Linked DNA regions of Sus scrofa: region 1 is linked to region 2. A link is a contact called in public Hi-C data. All regions are on one chromosome and are shown on one strand. Each heading gives the region's core, a stretch centred on a gene start, on an enhancer-like site or on the middle of the called end of the contact. The rest is flanking DNA. Distances are from core to core; before and after follow the strand shown. Region 1 holds the start of C6H19orf81 (putative uncharacterized protein C19orf81 homolog). Region 2 overlaps EMC10 (ER membrane protein complex subunit 10).

Region 1 (4,872 bases), core at 1,338-3,837, 120 kb before region 2:
GTCGCACCTGCTCTCGGCGGGGTCGGGCCCTTTACACTCAGCGCGCCATTCTCCGGGTGCGTTAGGCCCCGCCTTCTGCCTGCCTGCACTTCCCCGCCCCGCCCCTCGCTGGCCTGTGGTCCGCCAGCCCCTCCTATTAGCCTCGGCCCCGCCCAGCAGGCGACTCCGCCCCCTCCCAACTCTCTGGGCTCAGCCCCGGCCCTGCCCCATCGTGGCTTTCGCCGCGGTCCTGCTCCTCCGCTCAGCTCCAAACCCTGCGCTCGCTGAGGGCTCACCGGTCCCGGCGCCCAGCCGTCCCGCAGATGACGTTCATGTTCTCAAAGCGGATGCTGCTCACACGCCCGCTCTCCATGGCTCCGGGTAACTCGGCCTCCAGCGCCTCCAGCACCTCCAGGTGGGTAAGGTCCTCTTCCGGCTGGGGCGGGGGTGGGGGGAGGGGGGTCGGAGAAAGAGCCTCAGCCCGTGACACCCGGCTTCAGAAGTCCACACCCGAGGCCCCACCTGGAGAGCCTGCCAGAGTCCCAGGTGGCTTTTGAGGGGCAAGAATCACATTTGATCCCAGGATCTTGTTCCTTTTGCCAGAGTGAGTAGGATAGGAACCCTTCAGGGAGAAAGACATCCACTGTCATTCTAGGTCATGGTCTTAAAAAATCATTTCTCATCAAGCCGATCTGCCAAAAGTCAATGAACAGTTGGCTGAATGATTCACCAATCTGGCTAACTCTATCAATCTACTGAAAACTCTTCCGGCAACCTGCGTTGGCTGGTGAGCTCTTGGCAGCTCTTGAAGATTTCTGCCAGGGATTTAAGCTGTAAACTTTTTCCTTTTATAGTCATGTTAGCATTTTAAGGACTGTTGTCAGAAAATAAAGATGGGTGTTGACATCTTCTCAATCTATTTAACATTCAGAAACACACATTGATACTAACCACATTTTCAGTCTGAGGTTACCATGTCGAAGGCAATGTAACATTGCCGAGAAACAAAGTTGGTCATCTCCAGGAAGCCAAGCCTTGGGTGTGTGTATTGAGGGAGGGAGTGTCTCAGGTTCAAAGCCACAAGGAGAGGAGCAATGGGGTGGGGACTGGTCCCTAAAGGAAAGACAGTGGGGAGTTCCCCTTGTGGCCCAGCGGGTTAAGAACCCAACTAGTATCCATGAGGATGTGGGGTCGACTCCTGGCCTGGCTCAGTGGGCTAAGGAGCCAGCTTTGCCCACAGGCTGCAGCATGGGTCACAGGTGCAGCTTGGATCTGGCATGGCTGTGGCTGTGGCTGTGGCTGACAGCTGCAGCTCTGATTCCACCCCTAGCCCAGAAACTTACATATGCCAGAGGTTCGGCCCTAAAAAGAAAAGAAAGAACAACAGTGATCCCTGTGTTGGGATAAAGTCAGGGTTAGGGTTCGGGTTAGCGGGAACACCTCTGAGGTTTGTGCCTAGCAAGCCTCATGTAATTCTCAAATGGGTGAAAACCCACTAGATACCTTCACTGACTGAGCCAGGAATGGTCAGAGGATTCACACACCAAATAACCATTTCACTGAATCTCTCAAAAACATGGACTTTTAGGAGCACCCTTCATGGCTCGGCAGTTAACAAACCAGACTAGGTTCCATGAGGTTGTGGGTTCGATCCCTGGCCTCACTCAGTGGGTTGAGGATCTGGCGTTGCCCTGAGCTGTGGTGTAGGTCGAAGACGTGGCTCAGATCCCATGTGGCTGTGGCGTCGGCCGGTGGCTACAGCTCCGATTTGACCCCTAGCCAGGGAACTTCCTTATGCTGCAAGTGCAGCCCTAAAATAGCCAAAAAGAAAATGAGATTTTACAATATCTGTACATTTTACAGAATTTCATAGTAGGTGGATTAGCAAGACTCCCTCTGTCTTCAGTCTTCCCTCACTCTGCCTCTCAATCCCCCTCTGGGATCAGCAGTGATAAAGATGACGATGGGTTCCCCCCCCCCATTCACAATCAATATTCAGTCACTCATCCTGGTGCTGAGCCCCCAGCTGATAAGCCTCAAAGCCTGGATGCAACCTGTGTCCATCATCGCTTCTAAGGCTCTGCCCTTCCCATCACCACGTCCTGCGGGGACCTGGGGTCGTGGGGGTGGAGGGTCCACTCACTGAGGTCTCCATGCACAGACAGAGGGGCTGCGAGGCAGGCGGCATGGGAAACTTGCGGATGCACGGGAGCTCTCGGTCCAGCGCCTCATATTCTGCAATGACCTGGCGCAGGTACTGCTTCCTGGGAAGACAGCACACAGGGACCTCCTGAGGTCAAGGGCTGCTGCCGGCTCAGAAGAGCTGAGGTTGGAAATCACGAGGCCAGGGTCCACTCACGAGGATTTGATGGGTCTGCCTTGGCTCCAAGCCTGAGTCTCCGCTGGGGTCTCTAGGTCCACAAGGAGGCCTCCTGGGGATGGAAAACCCAGTATAAGCTGCCCTGAGCCCTTCTCACACATGATTCTGCTTAGATGGCATCACCAGGTGCTGTCCATGCTGCCCCTGAGATAGCTTTTTTTTTTGCCCTCTGTCTTTCAGGGCGGCACCTGCAGCATATGTAAGTTCCCAGGCTAGGTGTCAAATTGGAGCTGTAGTTGCCGGTCTACACCACAGCCTCAGCAACGCCAGGTCCACGCCTCGTCTGCAACCTACACCACAGCTCATGGCAACGCTGGATCTTTAAACCACTGAGCAAGGCCGGGATCCAACAGGCACCGCTGAGCCGCAATGGGAACTGCCCCCATCCCTGCCTCAACCTCCAACCCCGTAGATTTTATGCCAATTATTAAGCTGCTGTCTCCAGCTCAAAACTCCTCCCACCTCCACCCAGAGTGCTGGGACTCTATCAACACCATTTGAATTTTTTTTTTTTTTTTTTTTTTTTTTGCTTTTTATGGCTGCACCCACGGCATATGGAGGTTCCCAGGCTAGGGGTCAAATTGGAGCTGCAGCTGCTGGCCTGCAGCACAGCCACAGCAATGCGGGATCCTTAACCCACTGAGCCACTGAGCAAGGCTAGGGATGGAACCTGCAACCTCATGGATCTTAGGTTCGTTAACCACTGAGCCATGGAGGGAGCTCCCCCAACCCCACTGCTGCTCCAAGAGTTGGGGTCCTCTTAGGTTCTGCCTAAAGGGGGTGCTAGAGGGAGATTGAAAAGCAGGAGGAAGAGAACTTTGCCCCCTTTTGCTTCCTATTCCAATCCCCCCAGCCTGGCTTCGTCAAGGCAGCAGCAGCTACATCCAGTTTGTGGGTATTCCCATCGTGGCGCAGCAGAAACGAATCTGACTGGCAACCATGAGGTTGCAGGTTTGATCCCTGGCCTCGCTCAGTGGGTTAAGGATCCAGCGTTGCCATGAGCTGTGGTATAGGTCACAGATGCAGCTCAGATCTGGCATGGCTGTGGCTGTGGCGTAGACCAGCAAGTGTAGGTAGCTCCAATTGGACCCCTAGCCTGGGAACCTCCATATGCCGCAGGTGCAGCCCTAAAAAGACAAAAGAGAAAAAAAAATCAATCAATCCAGTCTGTGGTTTTTCCAGCAGTCTCAGAACTGGCCTCCAGATTGATTGGTAACAGCTCTCAGATCTGGGCTCTTTCCACCCCACCCCCACCCCCGGTCAGCTCACCAGTCTCTCTTAGGGCTGACTGCCAGATGTCCTGCATCATTCATTTCCCCTTCCTCTGCAATCCTAGAGGTTTCTCCAGCTGGAGACAATAGTTCCCAGTCTCCCTGGCAGCTAATTGTGGCCAAGTTCTCACAAAGGGTGCTAGCGGGAGTGATGAATGCGACTTTGGAGTCGTTTGCTTAAGAGAAAAAGTCTCTTAGACTCAGCGTCCCTTCCGTTGGACCAGAATGTGGACGTAGCAGCAAGTCAGCTTCATCCTGGCTGGAGATGCGGAAGCAACCCGGGTCCCCGTGTCTTCTCATGGGGCTGAGATATCCCACCCCTCCAGACCACCTGCCTCCATCACACGAGAGAATAAACCAGTTTCCTAACGCCATTGAGTTTTGGGGTCTCTTTGTGGCGGAAAAAACAAAACAACAAAAAAAGAAAAAACAGGAGTTCCCGTTGTGGTGCAGTGGTTAACAAATCCAACTAGGAACCATGAGGTTGCAGGTTCGATCCCTGGCTTTGCTCAATGGGTTAAGGATCTGGTGTTGCCGTGAGCTGTGGTGTGGGTCGCAGATGTGCCTCGGATCTGGCATTGCTGTGGCTGTGGCAAAGGCTGGCGGCTACAGCTCCTATTAGACCCCTAGCCTGGGAACCTCCATATGCCGCAGGTGCGGCCCTAGAAAAGGCAGAAAGACAAAAAAAAAAAAAAAAAAGAAAAAAGAAAAAACAAAGTAGCTGCTGCCAGCCAGGAGCTGGTGTGGCAGCCCCAGCCAGACCCTGGCGTCCTCATTGGACCTAAGGAACGTCACAGAACACCCACAGCAGCCAAGGTCACCCCGTGATAGCAATGGAGCAAGATAAAATTAAGACCATTCTGGGAGTTCCTGTCATGGCTCAGTGGTTAACGAATCCGACTAGGAACCATGAGGTTGCGGATTTGATACCTGACCTCGTTCAGTGGGTTACAGATCCGGCATTGCCACGAGCTGTGGTGTAGGTCGCAGACGCAGCTCGGATCCCATGTGGCTGTGGCTGTGGCTGTGGTGTAGGCCAGAGGCTACATCTCTGATTCGACCCCTAGCCTGGGAACCTCCATATGCTGCAGGTGTGGCCCTAGAAAAGGCAAAAAAAAAAAAAAAAAAAAAAAAAATTAAGCCCATTCTGGAGTCAAGTGTCAACCCAACAAGACATGGCCTCAGCCCAAACCACAAACCCCAGCACATAGCCCCCGGTCTTACTCAGACCCGACGCTTCTT
Region 2 (5,496 bases), core at 374-2,873:
TCCCGTCGCCTCTCCTCTTGACTCCATCTGCTTTCCCTTCGTATCCTCGCGCTCCCTCCTCTTTTTGTGTGTGTGTCTTTTTTGCCTTTTCCAGGGCGGCACCCGCGGCATATGGAGGTTCCCAGGGTCGAATCGGAGCTGTAATAGCCGCCGGCCTACACCACAGCCACAGCAACGCTGGATCCGAGCCGCGTCTGCGACCTACCCCACAGCTCAGGGCAGTGGCGGATCCTTAACCAGGGATCCTTAACCAGGGATCGAACCCGTAGCCTCATGGTTCCTAGTCGGATTTGTTAACCACTGAGCCACGACGGGAACTCCTTCTCAGTGAGTTCTTTTACTCCTCCTCCTCATCCATCCCCTCTGCCCCTCCCTGGCCACTGCCTCTGTCTCTCCTCCCACCCCCCACCTGGGGTTTGCAGCCCCCTATTCCCGTCCCCCGGCCCAGCTCGGGAGGCCCCCTGCCTTGGCACAGACGGTCCTGTGATGTCTGTTTCGCAGTTTAGGGCCTGGGAGCTCGGCTGCACGTTGGCGTCCGCCTGCAGCTCCTGATTAAACGGGGACACGGTCCCGCGACTTGGAAGGGCGCGTGCTCACCCGGGAGGCGGCACCCCCAACCCCTACCCCCAGCTCCCGGTCTCCCCGCCCCTCCTCTCGCCCCGCTCAGCCGCCCACCCGCCCTCGCCGCCTTCTCGGCATCCTTCCCTCCTCTCCGGCCCTTCCTCCGCCGGGGGTCTCGGAACCCGCCCGGTTCACACGCCGGCTCTCTGCCCGCGGCCTCCGCCCCTCCGCTCCCTCCTCCCCTCTCCCCTCCAGCTCCCTCCTTTTCTCCTCAAAACCCCCGGGCTCTTCCCTGCTCCCCTCTCGGGGTTCGGCCTCCGTCCCGGCCTCTGGCCCCCTTCCTTCCCACGCTGGCCGCGGCTCCTCCCCCCTTTTCTTTCCCTCGTCGCCCCCCACCCCCCACCCCGGCCCGTGCCCTGGGGGTGCCGCCCCCCGCCCGGCGCTGGCGTCCGTCGCTCCCCGTCCCTCGGGCTCCTCTTTCCCACTCGGGCTTCTCTCTTTTCAGGCCCCTCCCGGCCTCTGTCACCCGCTCCCCGTCCTCTCTTCTCCCCGCCTCGCCCGCCCTCGCCCTGTCTCCGGAGACCCCCCTTCCCTCGCCCGCCCTCGCCCTCGGGGCTCCGTCCACCCTGGGGCCGGGCTGCCGAGCCAGAGTCCCCGAGTTGGACGGGCCTTTCTGACCCCCATTTTCTCTCTCTTCTGCGTGTCCCGGACCCTGGACACCGCCTGAAGGGCCCGGGCCGGCCCCGGGTCCAAGGAAGGGAAGCAAGGCGCAGGCTCAGAGGCAGGGAGCACAGTGCCCAGAGGCACACAGCACGTAAGTGGCGGGGCCAGGCCCTGGCCCCTCCGCGGCTCTGCAGACCCCTGGACTCGCGTCTGAACTTGCGGAGAAGGGGGCGGCCTGCCTTCTGCCCCTCCACCGCCTCCCCCTCCCCTCTCCCTCCCGCAGCGAGAAGCACCGCAGCGCAGGGAGGACCTCGCCCGACCCCCACTTCGCCGATAAAAACCAGGCGCCTCGCGGTCCCGAGGACCAGCATCCGCCGGGACAGAGGCTTCGCGGGAGCCCCGACCTTGGCCAAGGACCGCCAGCGCCCCCTGCAGGGAACCGCACGGACCTGCAGGAGCAGCGTTCTCAGCCCGGCTGGGCTTCCGTCGCCACCTACTGGCAAGGGAGGAAACTGCAGCCGAGCTCCCGCAGACCCGGGATCGTGCACAGGAGAGAGAGGCCCCTGCCTGGGGCTGGGGAGAGGCTGCTGGTGGGAGAAGGGGACAGGCAGGATCTGCAAAATTCTGGAAACATTAAAGATTGTCCCTTAACCAGTACGTAAGCACGGTACTCGGCAAGTTGCTTGGTCGCCGGCGTAAACCTCCAGCTGCGCGAGCGTTTGCTGTCGAGCTCCGCTCTCCCGCCGCCCTAGAAACGCGGTGACCGCTGTGGGAAAGGGCGAGTGGGATATGGTTTCAAAACTTGCTGCCCTGGAGCCTACCTGTAGGAGTGGGGCCACGCTGAGTTTCCCTTCAGAAATGGAGGGTGGGTGCAAGCAGAGGTAAAGGGCTGACAGGCCCCAAGCCTCGCCGAGTCTCCCCTAGGACGCCTAACACAGAAAACTCTAGAATTGTTTCCAGGAGCTACCTGCTGCAACACACAATTCGGAGTGGTAAACATTCTTTAAAGCCTTGCTCATTGGGTTAAGGATCCAGCATTGCTGTGAGCTGTGGTGTGGGCTGCAGATGTGGCTCAGACCCCGTGTTACTGTGGCTGTGGCTCCAGTTCCACACTAGCCTGGGAACCTCCATATGCCACAGGTAAGACCCTAAAAAAAAAAAAAAAGGTAAAAGGTTGCTTATCAAGTAACTATTTTAAAAATTTTTATTCTGGCCACAACCACGGCATGCAGACGTTCCCAGGCCAGGGATCCAACCTGAGCCACAGGGGTTCCTTTTGTGGCTCAGCGGTAATGAACACGACTAGCATCCATGAGGACACGGGTTCAGTCCCTGGCCTTGCTCAGTGGGTTAAGGATCGGCGCTGCAATGAGCTGTGCTGTAGGTCACAGATGCTTCTCGGATCCTGAGTAGCTGTGGCTGTGGTGTAGACTGGCAGCTCCAATTCGACCCCTAGCCTGGGAACTTCCATATGCTACAGGTGCAGCCCTAAAAAGCAAAACAAACAAAAAAGAACCCTGAACCACAGCAGTGACAACTCGGATCCTTAACTCCGAGCCACCAGAGACTGTTTTAAATATACCCAAATGACAACAAGGAACCCTAGGTTTGCAGAGGGGAGGTTCCTCAGTGCCACAGAACAGGTGACATTCTGTGGGGCAAAGAAGGGCATCCAAGGGGAGGGGCAGGACCTGAGCGTTTACCTGGCAGGGGCTCTCCTGTCTTAGACCAGAGGGTGGGGCTGGGGGCGGGGCAGGAGGGAGAGGATGAGGGTGGCTCAGTGGGGAAAGAGAGGAAGGAGGGATGGAGCTGCTGCTGCCGCCGCCCGGGGTGGGGGGAAGGGGGGGTGAAGTGGGGCCCCTCTGGTGCTGGGTCCTGCAGACACGCGCATGTGTGGGAAATGACACAGGCACATGGGGCTTCCCACAGTGCTGCCTGGAACAACACAGAGGCCCATCACCAGGGCACCCACAGGAGTTCCCGCTGTGGCGAATAGGATCAGTGGCATCTTGGGAGCACTGGGACACAGGTTTGATCCCCAGGCCGGCACAAGGATCCGGCGTTGCCACAGCTGTGGCGTGGGTCGAGACTGTGGCTCAGATTTGACCCTGGCCCAGCAACTCCATAACACCGTGAGGCAGCCAAAAAAGAAAAAAAAAAAAAAAAAAAAACGGGACCCATGAAATCCACTCTGGGCCAGCTGTGTCGTGGAACGAGCATGCAGTCTGGATCAGAGATGGAAATCTCCCAGAGATCCCTGGTGGCTCAGCAGGTTAAGGACCTGGTGCTACCACCACAGCAGTTCTGGTCACTGCTATTGCACGGGTTCAATCCCTGGCCCAGGAACTTCCACATGCTGCGGGGGCAGCCAGAAACTAAAAGATCAAGAGACGGAAACCTCTCTAACCCTGTCGGGTGGTCGCGTGGGGGTGGGGAGCTGGGGCAAGGCATTCTGGCAAAAAAATCACGTACACACACATTCACTTGTTTCTGGAGAGTCTCGAAAGCAACGCACACGGGAGACTGAAAACTCAGGCTGCCCCACTGAGGGGACCAGGGCCCCTGGGGTGGGTGGAAGGCTCTCCATTTCGGAGGCTACTGCACCTTTCAACGTTCATGCTACAACCCCAGCTACCCTGGGCAGTAAAAAGGAACAGTGACCGAGCTCTGGAGGGACCGCAAGGACTGGAGGAGACTGTGAAGCACGACAGAGCCCCGGGGCCCGCACCGCTCGGACACTGATGAGACCACGTCACAGAGTGACCGTCGGCCTGAGAGCAATTAAAAAAGGACAGAACGTATCCGGTGGATCAAGACCTAAAATCTCAAGCCATTAAAAAAAAAAACTAACAAAATGGCCCAGCCAATGGCTAGAGGGAGAACACAACTGCAAATGAGACAAAATTCACAAAAACATCAGGGAACATCTCCCGGGCAATCTAGGAAAAGACAGTTGGGCGGCAGGCGGGACAGCAGCTGGCACCGCTTCCCGCCGATGGAGAAAGAGGTGCGCGTTAGAGCAACTCGGGGACACGTCTGATGACTTAAAGCCACAAAACAAACAAAAACCAGGTAAAGTGATAACCCCCAATGCCAGCAGGTGTGCAACACACCAGGCACACTCACAAAAATACCCAGGCCAAGTGCGGGGCTGGGACACTCTGGGGCTTGTCACCGGGGAGTGGGGTGGGGTGTGAGCCCCTGCGGGGCAGGACTGGAGGGGCACGGAGGACAGAGAGGGCACGCTAAGGTCTCCGCAACATTCCGTGAATCACAAGATTTCAAAAACATAAACGCGGCCATTGAGCAAAGGACAACAACAGGTCTCAGAAAATACCAACAGCGCTGCCAGGCTCCGCGGACTGGGGGCTGGGGCTGGGGTTCAACTCGGTCACAGGCGCCTTTCGTGAGAACCGCCAAGTCCAAGAGCGGAGGGCGGGCTCTGGGCCTCTTTCTGGTGGCGCCCCAACTCTCAACCTGGCAGGGACAGGTGTGCAGAAGAGACCGCAGGAGCAAAGCGGCGACTGGGGGACAGTGCACTCCCGGAAGGCTCTCCTTTTGTCACAAAGAGGGAAAGAATACACGGTCCCGGCTGCTGGTGCCCACAGTCACTCCCCGCGAGGGGACGTCAACGGGTCAAAGCGAGCCAGTGATCACGAGACCAGGGCCCGCGGCGCGCCTCCTTGGGCCGCTCTGCCCTTTTAGACGCCAGCCCTACCCTGCCAGGTGAGGCCTCCCGGAGGCGCGCCACAGGAAATCAAACCCACACCGGGGACGGCGATCGGCCCCCTCACTCGATCGCCCCCTCACTCGCAGTCGTGCCATTTATAACCACACACAGCAGGAGGCGGGCTGGAGGGTCCACACTGGGGGACAGTTTTAATAAACCGCTACCACGACAACGGCGGCCATTTGGGCGTCGCCACATCGCAGACCCCGACAACGGGCCCGCAGGACACGGTAACATCTGCACCACCTGACCGCCTCCAAAATGTTTCTCCGTTTCCATATGGTGTCTCGTCAGTGTTTTTAAATTTTTAAATAAACGGGGGGGGGGGGAGGGCACACAAACAGCAAAGCCCCAGCCAAGTCCCAGGAAGACATTCCAGGCCGAGAGGGGTTCTAGCTACATCGTCTGGCCCCTGACGCCACGGTGCTTTGATGTTCACCTTCACTTCTTCAAGCCCAGAAGCCTCTGGAGGGCCCGGCATCCTGATGGCTGGGTCAACCCCCGTTCAGAGCGCAGGGCTGTGGGCAGGTACAGGGCTGCTC

The links. Hi-C and Micro-C count contacts between places; a contact is called where the count stands out from the background.
Region 1: a contact with region 2 is called in a Hi-C map of epiblast stem cells, with 2.8 times the contacts expected there. The contact joins the promoter of C6H19orf81 here to the enhancer-like site in region 2. A contact is called at or near these places in 1 of 5 promoter capture datasets (fetal liver) and 3 of 47 Hi-C or Micro-C datasets (embryonic fibroblasts, epiblast stem cells and fetal heart ventricle).

The regions. Positions count from the first base shown.
Region 1 is chr6:55,443,798-55,448,669 of Sscrofa11.1, reverse strand. C6H19orf81 (putative uncharacterized protein C19orf81 homolog) reads right to left here and starts at 2,587. Exons shown (of 4, transcript XM_021094808.1): 1 at 2,339-2,587; 2 at 2,123-2,243; 3 at 276-415. The coding sequence starts at 2,460. It overlaps SYT3 (synaptotagmin-3), which reads left to right. Exons shown (of 14, transcript XM_021094805.1): 1 at 1-394.
Region 2 is chr6:55,321,833-55,327,328 of Sscrofa11.1, reverse strand. It overlaps EMC10 (ER membrane protein complex subunit 10), which reads right to left. Exons shown (of 7, transcript XM_003127366.5): 7 at 5,078-5,496. Among named protein-coding and RNA genes, the nearest start is that of EMC10, 8.2 kb to the right of the region's middle. Within about 2 kb of position 1,623, at least 19 of the 83 cell types and tissues checked have an H3K27ac peak or open chromatin away from gene starts, as enhancers often do. A contact at or near this core is called in epiblast stem cells and fetal liver, where this site is marked.